2 separate regions of the Sus scrofa genome follow, and region 2 is linked to region 1. Evidence: chromatin contacts called from public HiChIP or PLAC-seq data. All regions are on one chromosome and are shown on one strand. Each heading gives the region's core, a stretch centred on a gene start, on an enhancer-like site or on the middle of the called end of the contact. The rest is flanking DNA. Distances are from core to core; before and after follow the strand shown.

Evidence for each region. HiChIP or PLAC-seq counts read pairs in DNA pulled down with a chosen protein or histone mark.
Region 2: a contact with region 1 is called in an H3K27ac HiChIP or PLAC-seq map of alveolar macrophages. The contact joins two enhancer-like sites. A contact is called at or near these places in 3 of 47 Hi-C or Micro-C datasets (embryonic fibroblasts, heart right ventricle and mesenteric adipose tissue) and 1 of 2 datasets of contacts at active chromatin or transcription factors (alveolar macrophages).

Annotation. Positions count from the first base shown.
Region 1 is chr4:2,610,560-2,617,206 of Sscrofa11.1, forward strand. No RefSeq gene overlaps it. Among named protein-coding and RNA genes, the nearest start is that of DENND3, 36 kb to the left of the region's middle. Within about 2 kb of position 2,997, at least 52 of the 83 cell types and tissues checked have an H3K27ac peak or open chromatin away from gene starts, as enhancers often do. A contact at or near this core is called in alveolar macrophages and embryonic fibroblasts, where this site is marked.
Region 2 is chr4:2,901,764-2,908,410 of Sscrofa11.1, forward strand. No RefSeq gene overlaps it. Among named protein-coding and RNA genes, the nearest start is that of MIR151, 56 kb to the left of the region's middle. Within about 2 kb of position 3,473, at least 27 of the 83 cell types and tissues checked have an H3K27ac peak or open chromatin away from gene starts, as enhancers often do. A contact at or near this core is called in alveolar macrophages and embryonic fibroblasts, where this site is marked.

The DNA.
Region 1 (6,647 bases), core at 1,747-4,246:
GCCCGGCACATGGTAGGGCCTCAATAAATATATACTGAATGAATAAATGAAAAAAGAGTTACACCACTGGGTGGCAGTGGGTTTATAAGTGGGTTTTTTTTTTTGGTTATTAAAAATGTTTTTGCATTTATTACACAAAATTTCAATGTCAGGGGGGAAAATGCAGTTATTGCAAAACCTGCACAGCTGGTGTGGCCACAGGGAAATGAAGGGGCTTTTGGCCCAAGCAGCACTGCAGCTCCCTTAGAGTCACAATGACTAATGTGACATCCACACGTGGCCAAGATGTGGACGGGCAGGAAAGAACCAAGCGGGGGGTGGGGGAGCTGGGTGGGGCCTTTCCTCTGTCTCTGTCTCTGTCTGTCTCTCTCGCTCTCGTTTCCGCTCTGGTTATCACATTGCTGAGATGAACCATTAAATTCAGGAAGGAAGACAGTGGGGGTGTGGTCACGGAGGTGTTGGGCTGTGGGGGTGTAAGGGATGCAGGGGTTCAGGGCAGCTCAGTTCACTTCTAGGAGCCTCGGTTTTCCCATCTGTCAAGTGGGCTTGCAGACTGGCTACTGTGAGAGGTGATGGCTGCCATCCCTGGGCTTGGTTCTAACCCTGTCCTCGGGGCGGCTTCACTTCCTTCCCTTTTTCCTGCCCCGCTGCTCACAGGGTTAAGCAAGACTTTGCTTGTTTACTGGCTGCAAGACCTGAGCTTGCAGCAGCTGTCTCATCTCTGCCACTTAGCAATGGGCACCGCACCCATTGAAAGTGGGCACAGCAGGGCCACCTCCCTGGGCTTTCGAGGGGGCTCACTCTTCCCTTAGATACCTGTGCACAGAGGACTCTCTGGCCCCTCCTGCGCGGGACCAACAGCTTGGCTCCAGGCTCTGCCTCTGCTGCCCTGTCCTTCTCCTCTCTATCCCTGTACTGGCAGGTCCTGAGCTGGCCCTGAGCGAAGCCAGACTCTGCTCTTTTCTTCAAAGCCAAAAAACAAAGGCTTGCATCATGTGCTATTGCTCAGCACTTTGGGAGAAGAGGGTAAATATGAGGCAGAACTCCAGAGAGGCAGGGCCCATCTCCAGGTTAAACTCCTGCTCTGTGCTGCTCTCTGCCAGACATCCTACAATATGGTCTGGTTATAATATTGTTACAGGTAAGTCATCCTCTTCTTACAGACGAGACCAAGTTTACCACATAGTCTGGCTCCTAATAGACTTCGAAAAATATCTGTTGGATCGGTGCATGGACGATGGATGGACAGAAAGGTGGGTGAATGGACGGATGGATGGAAGGATGGACGGATAGATGGATGGATGAGAGTATAACTTGCCTACTCAGAGCTTGCCAATGGCAGAGCTGGCGAGGGTCCTACTTCAAGTGCAGGCTCTTCCTTCTTGTCCTCTGGAGTCGGTCACTGAATCTACACGTCGGCAGCTCCCACATTTATATCCTTATCCTAACCCCTCCCTGAGTCCCAGCACCTTCTCTCTGAGGTGGCTAGGTTTCTCCTTCTGGACATTTCGGGGCAGGGCCAGTCTCACGGACATGCCACGTGTGCAGACGCACAGGCCACACACAGAAGAGCCCCACACTTGGTTTAATGCTCTGCTGTTGCCATCATGAAATGATCGGTATTTTATCTTTGAACGTGTGCTTCCTAACTGAAGTCTCATGGGGCAATGGAAGAAGAATGTGAGCAGGGGAGATTCATGCAGTACCCTTATTTCTGGTTCCTCGTGGCCCCACACACATGCTGTGTTTGAGATGCCACTGGAGCACCGAATTCTGGCGGACCCACCATCTACCCCTGCACCCACTCACCCGTCATCTACCCATCCACCCATCTGTCCACCTTCCATCCCTCCACCTGTGAGTACAAGGTCGTGTACTGTGGGTGTGGCCAGTTTCCACAGAAGACCGGTAGACGGTGCACCTGCCAAGAGTGACACCAAAACGGCAGAGTGAGCTTTGTATACTTACCACTCTTCTGGCAAGGACAAAATACACTTGCACGTACAAACGGCAAAATACAAATTGTGCAATGGTAGTGAGTCCACGTACAAGCTAAGTACTTTGCATTTAAAAGTGGTCCCTACAACACAAAAATGAACATCAAAAAATTCAAAATTGTGTTTATTTTGTTTCATTGGTATTATAAATTTAATTGGTATTTCTTCAAAACACAGGAGTTCCCGTCATGGTGCTGAGGAAATGAATCCAACTAGGAACCATGAGGTTTCAGGTTCAATCCCTGGCCTCGCTCAATGGGTTAAGGATCCGGCAGTGCTGTGAGCTGTGGCGTAGGTCGCAGATGTGGCTCAGATCCCACGTTGCTTTGGCTGTGGTGGAGGCCGGCAGCTGAAGCTCCCATTGGACCCCTAGCCTGGGAACCTCCATATGCCTGGGGTGAGGACCTAAAAAGAAAAAAAAAAAAAAAAGATGTAAATTTTTTCACTTTTCCTTACTTAGAATGACACTAAATAGCCAATTAAACACATGGTGACAGGGACTTCCCATTGTGGGGCAGCAAAAACGAATCCCAGTAGTACCCATGAGGACGTGGGTTTGATCCCTGGCTTCGCCCAGTGGGTGGGAGATCGGCACTGAGCTGCGACGTAGGTCGCAGCCGAGGCAAACACACAAAAACACCGAACAAAACAAACAAACAAACAAAAACAAGAACACCGGAGGAATGATGGAATGATGGGACGAGGCCCTGAGCCCGCAGACCCGGAGTTCTGCCCCCTAGAGGGCGGGGCGGACGATCTTGACCTTGACCCTTTCCCTCCCAGCGGACTGTCGGCGGCGTCTGCAGCCGTTCCCTGGTTCCTCGTCGGTGGATTCCTTCACTCCGCAGCGCGTTCTTCTCCCCCAGGAAGAGACCAGCTGGGGACTCAGGCCGGGGAAGGAGCCGCCGGAGGGGCAGCGCGGGAAAGGCGAGCGCCTCCCCCCAGCTCTGCCCGCCCGGCTTCGCCCCGCCTCCCCGGCCGGCCCTTCCTACGGGGCGGAGTGTGCGCCCCCTGCTGGGAGCGGGGAGAAGGGCCCGGACCGGGTCCCGCGGTCGCTCGCGTTTGTCTCCAAGCCTCTGAGCCTCGGTGGGGCGGAAGACAGCTCCAGCGTTCAGGGTTCCAAAGGCACTCGCCCTTTGACCCTGCCATCCCACTCCTAGGGATTTCGTGCAAGCACGTCCACACCTACAGGGCAAGATGACGGAGAAGACGTGGGTACGAGGTTATCGCTGATAAATAAGCAGCGTCAGGTGAGCAGGATGGACATGAGAGAAAGCCCTGCGGTCAGAGGGACGGAAGGGGGGCCAGCGGTGCTCAGCGGTCTTGGCTCCCGTCCCGAGCGGCACTCCCTGGACAAAGATTCCTGGGGGTGGGGACCGGGGGCCAGAGGGCAGTGTGGGGTGGGGTGCCAGGCGGAATGTCCTCAGGTGACGTCACAGGAAGGCTGAGCCAGATCCTGCAGGGGACTCTGGAGGGTGAGCGAAGCCTCATCATCCTTGGGGCTAAGTTAGGACCTGCCCCCCAGCCCAAGGCAAGGGGGAGGGGCCTTAGTTCTCCCTGCCAATCAGTCGCTGAGCCAGGGTCTGTTCTCCAAATGGGAGCCTTAGGCGCCAGCCCTGGGAGGGAAAGCAGCAAAGTCGGAGGAGGGGTGGTGCGCCCACCCTCCAGGGCTGAGCGGACCGGCAGAGCCCCAGCACCGGCTGCGGAAAGCGTCAGGGAACAAAGGCAAGCGGGGAAGGGCAGGCCGAGCCTACAGCCCAGCCAGGAAGGCTGGGAGCCTAGATACTGCATTTGCTCCCTGCAGGAGAGCAGGTGAATCTGGATCGGAGGCAGCCTCTGGGGGAGTCCCCAGGAAGCAGGGTGACAGGATGAGTGACCACCTTTTCCTTGTCACACTTCCGTACTTTCTTTTCATTATTATTTGTCTTTTTGGGGCCACACCCACGGCACATGGAGGTTCCCAGGCTAGGGGTCTAATGGGAGCTGTAGCTGCCTGCCTTCTATAGCAACGTGGGATCCAAGCTGTGTCTGCGACCTACACTGCAGCTCTCAGCAACGCTGGATCCCTAAACAACTGAGTAAATCAGGGATCGAACCCGCAACCTCGTGGTTCCTAGTCGGATTCGTTAACCACTGCGCCACGACAGGAATTCTTGTGCTTTCTTTTTAAAATTTCCACCAAATACCGCTTATACCTGCTCAAAAAATGACATTACATTAAAAACCAATCTTGCCACGTTCATGGACTGGAAGACTCACCATTCTCAGGTTGGGTGAACAGATCTCTGCGTGATCCCTCTCAGAATCCCAGCCAAGATAGACCTCGGGCCCCCAGAGCCTGCTTTGCCCACACACACAGAAGTCTGAAGTGGCTAGGAATTCACATCACCCCACACATAGCTTCTTTGCAGAAATTGACGGACTGATCCAAAAGTTCACCTGGGCATTGAAGAGACTATAGAATGACTAAAATAATCTTTTAAAAAAAGAGCAAAGTTGGAAAACCCACGGTCTTCATTTCAAAACTTACCGTAAAGTTACGGTAATTGAGGCTGTGTAAGGTACTGGCATAAGGGCAGAAGAATGGGTCAACGAAATAGAACTGAGGATCCGGAAATAAGCCCTCACATGTATGGACAGTTTTTTTTTTTTTTTTCAGCTGTGCCCACGGCATGTCGACATTCCCAGGCCAGGGAGAACCACAGCAGCAGCCCAAGCCACTGCAATGACAATGCTGGATCCTTAACCTGCTGCACCACAAGGGAACTCCCTGGACAATTCACTTTTGATAAGAGTTCCAAAACACTTCAATGGGGAAGGGAAGAACATTTTCAACAGAGGTGCTGGGACAACTGGATGCAAATGAATGAAGCTGACCCCTACCTCACACCACATACACAATTAGCTCAAATGGAGCAATGATCTCAGTGGAAGAGCTGCAACGATAAAATTCTTAGAAGGAAATGTAGGGGTAAACGTTCATGAGCTTGGATTAGGCACTGAGCTCTGATCTCCCTAAGGTCCCGTCTCCAGATGCTGTCACAGTGGGGGTTAGGGGTGTCAACAAGTGAATCTGGAGGAGATGCAGTTCAGTCCACACACCACTCACAGCCACCAGGGTTGGATTATTCAGAGGCAGGTGATAAAGACTATGGGAGAAAATGTGGAGGGACCCTGCTGGAGGGGACTCCTGCTTTCGCAGTTGCTGGCCTCAGGAAAATCAGCATAAGATGAGCTTTCAAAACCCAAGAATCTTTCTTCATCATTATGGTGGCAAAATATACATAACAAGGAGTTTACTATGTTAAATATTGCAAGTGCCCAGTTCAGTGGCCTTAAGTATATTCACATTGCTATTTTTTAAAGTACATTCACGTTGCTGAAGACCCTTCAAAATTCAGCCAGTTACACAAACCCAAGCCCCCAAGCAAGTTTAGAGATAATCCGCCTGCATGAGACACCCCCGAGGGAGCATAAACCCAGTCATTAGGCATGAATGAAAAGAGGCCACGCCTTTGGCGGCGAACCAAGACAGGCCAAAGGTTGGCCAAAGTCCTTGGGGCAAAGTTGGCAAAATTCCTCAGCTCAAAGGAGCACACGTCAGCTTTTACAGGCTGTTGCATGACATGGCACACTGGCCTGGCTGTTCCACCGGTTCAAACCTCAGCTCATCCCTCCCCCGCTGTGCCCCTGAGCTTTTCCTGGTCTGTAGCCTGGAGCTGAAAAGCCAGCTGCCCAGGGGGCTGTCATGAGGGGTAAACAAGATGATGCTAATGAGCACAGAGCGCAGAGCCCACCCCCCGCGTGGGGCTCAAGCCTGGGGGCGGGTACGACCCTGTCTGACCTCTCCAGCCGCAAAGCCAACCCCCTTCTCCCAGCCCCCAACCCCAGGGCATCAGACCCTTCCGCAGTGACCCCTTCATCACAGACATCCCGCTCCCTGTCCTTTGGCTCTCCCCACACTGACCTCCCCCACGTGAACTGGTCTCCCCAACCTCCACACCTGTACTTATTGCTGTGGGTTCAATTGCGTCCCTCCGCCCCCAAAAGATACGCTCAAGTCCTAACCCCTGGTGCTGTGAATGTGACCTCGTTTAGAAATGGGGTCTTTGCAGGTGTAACCGAGTTATGATGAGGTCAGACTGGAAGAGGTGGACCGTAATCCAGTGACTGCTATCCTCTTGGGGGTTTGGCTCAGACTCCCGGAAGGAGGATGGTGAAGACGGAGGCAGAGAAGGCGGGAGGTCTCCAAGCTGAGGATCGCCAAGGATCCCTGGCCACTTCAGAAGCTGCGAAGCGTGTCCTCTCCCAGAACCTTTGGAGACAGCACAGCCATGCCGACTCTCTGACTTTGGCTCAGTGAGCCCTGCTGTTCTAAAACACCTGCTTTGTGGTACCGTGCTGGGCAGCCCCAGGTGACTAGTCCCCTGCCCTGTCCCCTCCACAGCATCACCGCCCTCTGCCTCGTCTTCCCAGCACTACTCCATCCTTCCAGGCTAGTCTCAAAAGCCTCCTCTTCCTCCAAGAAGCCCTCCCTGAGCATCTGTCCTCACCCCGCTCCCTCCAAGGCTGCTTCTGCAGGTGTCTGCCTCATGCCCAACCTCCCGCTGCACCAGGTACCCAATGCCCCAGAGTGAAATGTGCTGGGTG
Region 2 (6,647 bases), core at 2,223-4,722, 290 kb after region 1:
AGCCACGCCAGATCTGAGCCACATCTTTGACCTACACCACAGCTCACGGCAACGACGGATCCTTCACCCAGTGAGCGAGGCCAGGGGTCAAAACCACGTCCTGTACTTTTTTTAAAACACAAAATGCCATGTGGCTATGGCTGTGGTGTAGGCCAGTGGCTACAGCTCCCATTAGACCCCCACCTGGAACCTCCATAGGCCGCTGGTGCGGCCCTCAAAAGACAAAAAAGAAACAAAAATCAGCTGATATGCCCCAGGGCTCTTTGTAGCCATGTGCAAGCAGCGCCCTCCCGCTCTCCGCCCTGCCATCACTGCCCGGATCCGGTCTGCGCTCCGTTTTCTCCTCCCCGCGGCAGGTGTCTTTCCCGCCAGCCTACGAATGCGGACCCAGCGGGAGCAGGCACCTCTGGTGCCATCTGGCCAGTCGGTGTCAGCTCCCTGGTGCCCTTCCCTTCCTGTGGGTGCCCTTGAGGGGACACACCCCGGCTGGTGGCTGGCGGCTGCTGAGCTTGTTTGTGACACGCGGGAGGTCCTCCTCCTGTGCTTCCTGTAACCGGGGTGGAGTGAAGGGCGGGGCCGGGTGTGTGCCTGGAACACGCCTCACGGCTGGGACACGTGCCTCGGGTGGGACCCGCCACCACTCAGTTGCGTTTCCCCTTTGGATAAAAAGTGTCTGAGCTGACATTTGAGATTCTCCCCAGCACCACCCAGAATACCTGGGATGCAGCTGCCCATCCTTCCCAGGAGTTGAGCATTTTGCAGAAAATGGCAAATCGAAAACCCAGTTTCCACAAATATCTTCCTTAGGTGGTTCTGACCCTGAGAACTCGAGCCATTCTGATCCTGGAAAATGGGCCGGTACCAGCTGTAGCCTAGTCTGGTAGACGTTATATCCCGAAGGTGAAGCTAGGGGGACGTCCGCTGCCAGGAAATCACAGCACCTCATCCCGAGCAAAGCCTCACGCCATCCCTCCGCAGAGAGCGCACGGAGGGCTCCCCCCTCGGTTTCATCTGAAGACGAGCAGAGTCCACAAACCTCTTCGGTAAAAAGCCGATGGTAACACTTTCAGGCTTTGTAGGTTGTGTGTGCTCCCTGTCACTTTTTTTTTTTTTTTCGACAACACTTTAAAAGTGTAAAAGCATTCCTAGCTTGCTGACCCGTAGGGTGTGTGCATCTTTAAATTACCATCAGACCATGTGGCACAGGCACACACACCCACTCAACCTCCAGTGGCTCCCTGGCACTTAGAATGAAACGTTAGAGTTCATTCTCCAACCCGGGGCCTGGCGTGGCCGGACCTGCCTGCTCCCTACTGGGGCTCGTGCCCTCCACCTCGACCACGTGGCCCAGGACATTCCCGATCGTGTGGACCTGTGGCTTTTGTCTGGGCAGCCATCACCAAGGTCAGCTTCAGAGCACGTCGTTGCTTCCAGAAGGAACCTGCTGTCCCACCCATCCCAGCCCCTGGCCCTCACGACTGCTTTCTGGCTCCACAGCTCCGCCTCTTCTGGATCTCGTACAGATGGGTCATACCACGTGTGGTCCTCGGTGTGTGGCTGACTCACTCGGCGCTGTGTTGTCCAAGGCCGGCCGTGCTGCAGTTTGTCTCAGTGCTTCTTGCCTTTTCATCCCTAAATAATATTCCACCGCGTGGATCGCCCCATCGCATCAGCAGATGGACGTTTGGGTTGTATCTACTTTTCCGTTATATCTCTGAGTAACGCTCCCCTGACTTTTGTGTACATGTTTTCGTGTGGACTTAGGTTTTTATTTATCTCCAGTACAGTCCTAGGAATGGAATTTCTGGGTCATCTGATAATTCTATGTTTAACCATTTGAGAAACTGACAGAGTGTTTTCTAAAGCATCCGCACTGTTTTCCGTACGAGGATTCCCGTCTCTGCACAGCCTTTGCCACCACTTGCAAATCTTCCCTTTTCTTGGCCCTGTCCTAAGTCCTGGGGCCCAGGAGTGAACACACGGGTCATTAAAGAGTACATCAGCAGCTCCTCCAGTCAGTCCAGACCAGAAGGATATAAGCCCAGTTCTTTCCATGTGATCATCAAAATCCAAACTATTGTCTGGTTTGAAATATTTCTCCTCCCTCCATGTAGACGCAACGTGGGAACCTGGATCGGGGCAGCCCGACCTGCAAGCGCTGGCGGGACCCCCACAGTGACACCTGGGTTCTCCTGCCACCCCAACAGTTTCATAGGACGTGGGCCGCACACAGGTCCGCCTGTGGCTGCGCTGGACCAAGACAAAAGTATGACTTGTCCAACAACAGAAACAGCCAACCCTCCCCACCCCCGGCTAATGGGAGCACAGCTACTGCTTTTCCAGCCACAGAACTGCCCCCGGTTCCCAACTGTGTCTGATCCAGGGCAAACCCCGCTTTCTCAGCCCTCCCCCAAATAGCCTCCCGCCACCCCAAGCCCCCCTGGACTAGGCTGAGTAAGGGTCCCCACAGTGTCCCCATCCCAATCCTCGGACCTGTGAGTGTCCCTTCTGTGGCAAGTGGACATCCCTGCGATGAGATGCTGGGGGTGGGTCTGTCACCTGATGGGCCTGGGGGCATCCGGAGGCTGCATGGGAAGGGGAGGAGGCAGGCGACAGTGAAGCCTGGGACTGGATGTGGTGCCCAGGAAGGAGGAGGGCGCTGAGAAGCTGGAGAAGTTGGGAAGGACCCTCTAGGCTTGCGGAAGGGGCTGGCCCACCGGCCCTGCCTTCAGCCCAGCGAGACCGAGACTGGGTCCAGGCGTCTGGCTTCAACCATAAGGGGAGGCACGCGCGTTGCCCGAGGCCAGCGGCCCTCAGGTCTGCTGTGCACAGAAAAGTCCTTTCTAGAGATGCCCCCCCACCCCGCCCTCAGGACACGGGTCCCCCTCGCGGCATGTGCCCTCGGTCTCGGCTCCAGGGCATCAACCCGGGTGTGTGGGCCTGGGTGGGGGCGGGGGCTGTGCTGATGTCACAGCGGTGACCTGGCGTCAGTGTCCCCCAGCCCCCAGCCACAGCATGAGGTCAAAGCCGACTCTACTTGAAGGTAATTTTGCAAATTCCAAGGACTGGGGTCCTCAGACTCTAATCCTCCCTCCAGCCTTCCTGTCCCCCCCCCCGCCGCCCTCACCCCCAGCCCCTCTGCCCCCTTGAGTTGCCCTTGGACCAGCCTCGCCCTTGGTGGGGAGACCACAGCCCAGCCTCTCCCTCTGCCCCGCCTTCCCAGGCCCTGCCCCGCCTCCAGCCCTGACTCCTGCCACACCCTCCCCCTTGGGTGCTGGGAAGCTGCCCCTCGGGCATGAGGGCCTCTGCCAACCTGGCTGCCTGCTGTGTCTCTCAGCCAGGCCACCTCTGCCTCCGGCTGCTCTAAGGCGCTAGCCAGCTGTCCTGCCGGTGGAAAGTGACCTGGAGCATCTGCTAATGAGTAACTTCTCAGGAAATTATTACAAATCTGCTGCTACTGAGTGAGTCACAGGAAATGGGGGGGCGGGGGTTACCCCCAAAGACACAGACACGTAGCTACGGGAAACCCAGTGCCAGCTTTAAGGACACCAGCCGCTCACCACTGTATCTACACGGTGCCACGCTCAACTTGTTTCTTTTGAACTTCCTTCTCCGCTCCTGATGGAACATTTCAGTGGAATCCAACGTCCCCACATCCTGTTGTTGTTGCTGCTCTTTAAGGTCAAAGATTCTTCAGCCTCCCCGTTCTTCCATTACCTTCAGGGCATCGCTCAGCTTCAGAATTCGTGCTCGGCATCGTAATTTGTAAACGCGATGCCAGGTCCTTTCTGCTCGTGCCGTGGACACCTTCCCAGAACTTTCCCCTCTTGTTAATCCTGAGCTGCCGTCCTTCCGAGGCTGCAGCCCCACTTCTCCCCCCGCCTTCCTGACTCCGGTGCTGCCTGCCCTTCTCCAAGGGGCCTCTCTGTGACACCCCCGAGGGCAGGTGTTGGGGGGTGGGGGGCCTCCTGGGCCTGTGGAGGGAAGGAGGGCCCTCGCTCCTGCCCTTCCTCCTCTGCCCACAGCTCCTCGCGTCATGTGTGGGCTCCATCCCGGGTCCCCAGGGATGGGGGCTGGGTGGGGAGCCTTGTATCCAGGGCGCACTGCTCCCAGGTGGGGGTGTCCAGGAGGTCAGCTGGCCTGTGTCAGTGAGGAGGGAGCCCCTGGCTGCCCCAGGTCACCGGGGAGTGTGGAGAGCTCCAAAGGGCACCTTTCCAGAGGCTCCACTTCTACATGCGTCTCTCTGTGCAGAAGGAAGGCTACTCTGGGGTCCCCGGTCCACCTCGGAGAAAGGCACGGCCAGGCCAGGACCGTGCACCCTGCGATTGACTCTGGGCGCGTTGGCTGTCAGGATGCTCCGGGTTCAGGGAGGTGGCGGAGTGGGGCTGGGGCGGGGCAGCTGGACGGGGCCCTTTGTGTCTGGATGGGCGTCCAAGAACAGAGCGGCCAAGCGGGTATCTCAGGAGAGCGAAGCGAAGAAAGACATTGGTAAGAAGTATCAAATGGCAAAAATACATTGTTAGCCATGTCAGCCATTCTCCTTCTGTGCTAACCTTGCCCTGGTTGGCATGGTGTTGGGCAGAGACAGCACCCCCTTCACACAGATGAAAGAGCGACGGCGACGATGACGATTCTGTGAAATCTAACTGGAGTGTTTTCTGGAACTGACCCCGTTCTCAAGATGCCCTGGATAAAACTTCAGCACCATCCCTTCCGGAGCAGATGAGTGTCAGTCAGCGAGGCAGCCAAAACCCGTGTCCTTCAACCGTCCCTAGAACTGCTCTAATTGCGATCAACTTCATCTTATTTCATCTTCTCAAACGCTTACCAGTTCCTGCCTCAACAGCGCAAAGTGCCTGTGACACAGGAGCTGTCACAGTGATTGCGTTTAAACGGTATACGTACTTTCCTCTTTTTTTAGTTTATAGGAAAATCCGGTCGTGGCGTTTAACGAAAAGAGTGGAATAACCTCAGAAGCCAAACCTCACGTCAGCTGACGTAGTCACAGCCACTTACCAGAGGGTACTGTGCTTCCCATCAAGCTCCTTCCTTCCTAAGTCTTCTCACGCCGAGTAGTTACTATAAATGAGATAATGCTGCAGAACACACTGGTTTGTTCTCTTGATCTTGACACGTTATAAAAGAGATACAGTAATTGTATTAGACCTTTTTCAATTTAATTCTCACGGCTTTCAGTAATCTGCCTTACAGAATGCTTTCCTTGGTTCCTGTCGTGGCGCAGTGGTTAACGAATCCGACTAGGAACCATGAGGTTGCGGGTTCGGTCCCTGCCCTTGCTCAGTGGGTTAACGATCCGGCGTTGCTGTGAGCTGTGGTGTAGGTTGCAGACCGGCTCAGATCTCGCATGCTGTCTCTGGCAGATGGTGCTACACTCCGATCGACCCTAGCTGGAACCTCCATATGCGCAGCGGCCAAAAATACAAAAGACCAAAAAAAAAAAAAAAAAAAAAAAAAAAGAATGCTTTCCTTGGTTCCCGTCGAGGCGCAGTGGAAATGAATCTGACTAGTGTCCATGAGGATGCGGGTTCGATCCCTGGCCTCACTCATGGGTTAAAGATCTGGTGTTTCCGTGAGCTGTGGTGTAGGCCGTCGGCTGTGGCTCCGATTCCACCCCTAGCCTGGGAACCTCCATGCGCCGCGTGTTCGGCACTAAGAAAAAAAAAAAAGACAAAATGCATTCCTTAATTTAATTCAAAGTGGATTCTACGATGTTCCTGGTGTCAGCATTTGAATTGTAAGACCAAGTCACCTTCTGACAGAAGCGTATCTCTTTGGCTGGCAGATTTGACAAGGAGGCCCAGTTCTGCAAATCAGAGTCTATGCCATACTTTTCCATAAATTGAGCAAACTAAATCTGCAGCTTGAAGGGTCTGATGAAAAAATTTAACAAAGTAATAAAAACCTGTTTCGTTCTAAAAATATTGTATTGGCAAAGTTACAAATCGATGAACAGTATTTTATTTCCCTCCAAACGTTCTGACTACATTGAGTTAAACCTGGTGCCTCTCGTGAGCAGACAGCAGACAGCCCCTGGTAAAGGGCTTTGCTGTGCATGTGCCACCGCCTTGATGACGTCATCATCAGTCTTGAAGTCGCCGGTGTGAGTCATCTGACTCTGTTCTCTTTTCAAGGTATTTTCTTCTTGGCTCTTCTAACTCGCTTGCAGTTACATGAGCATTCTGAAATCAGTGTGTCAGTTTCCATTTTTTAAAAAGCCCTTTGGGATTCAGAATCAGCTCGCACCGCCTAACACGCACTTCACTGCACATCTGTGCACCAGCTGGCAGCCTGGAGGCTCCCCAGTCACCCAGGGGCCAGGACTCGGCAGCAGCCGCAGGAAGGAAGGGTCCCCTCAGTGACCAGGGTGGACTGTGCGCAGGGGACCAAGCCCCAGGCCAAACCCCACAACCGCATCTAAGGACCCTTAGGACCGCTTGCCATCCTAGTGGCCGAAGCAAGTCGCGGGTTGAGCCCAGCGTCAGTGGAGGGAGAAGGGACCTGTTCTCCCGGGAGAAGGTGTGGGACTGACGAACCCATCAGACCCTGGCTGCGGACGAAACGGACCTCATGAGGGTCATCAAAGATCCCACGAGAGCCCAGGGACTCCAGTGCGGGCCTCTCTTCAC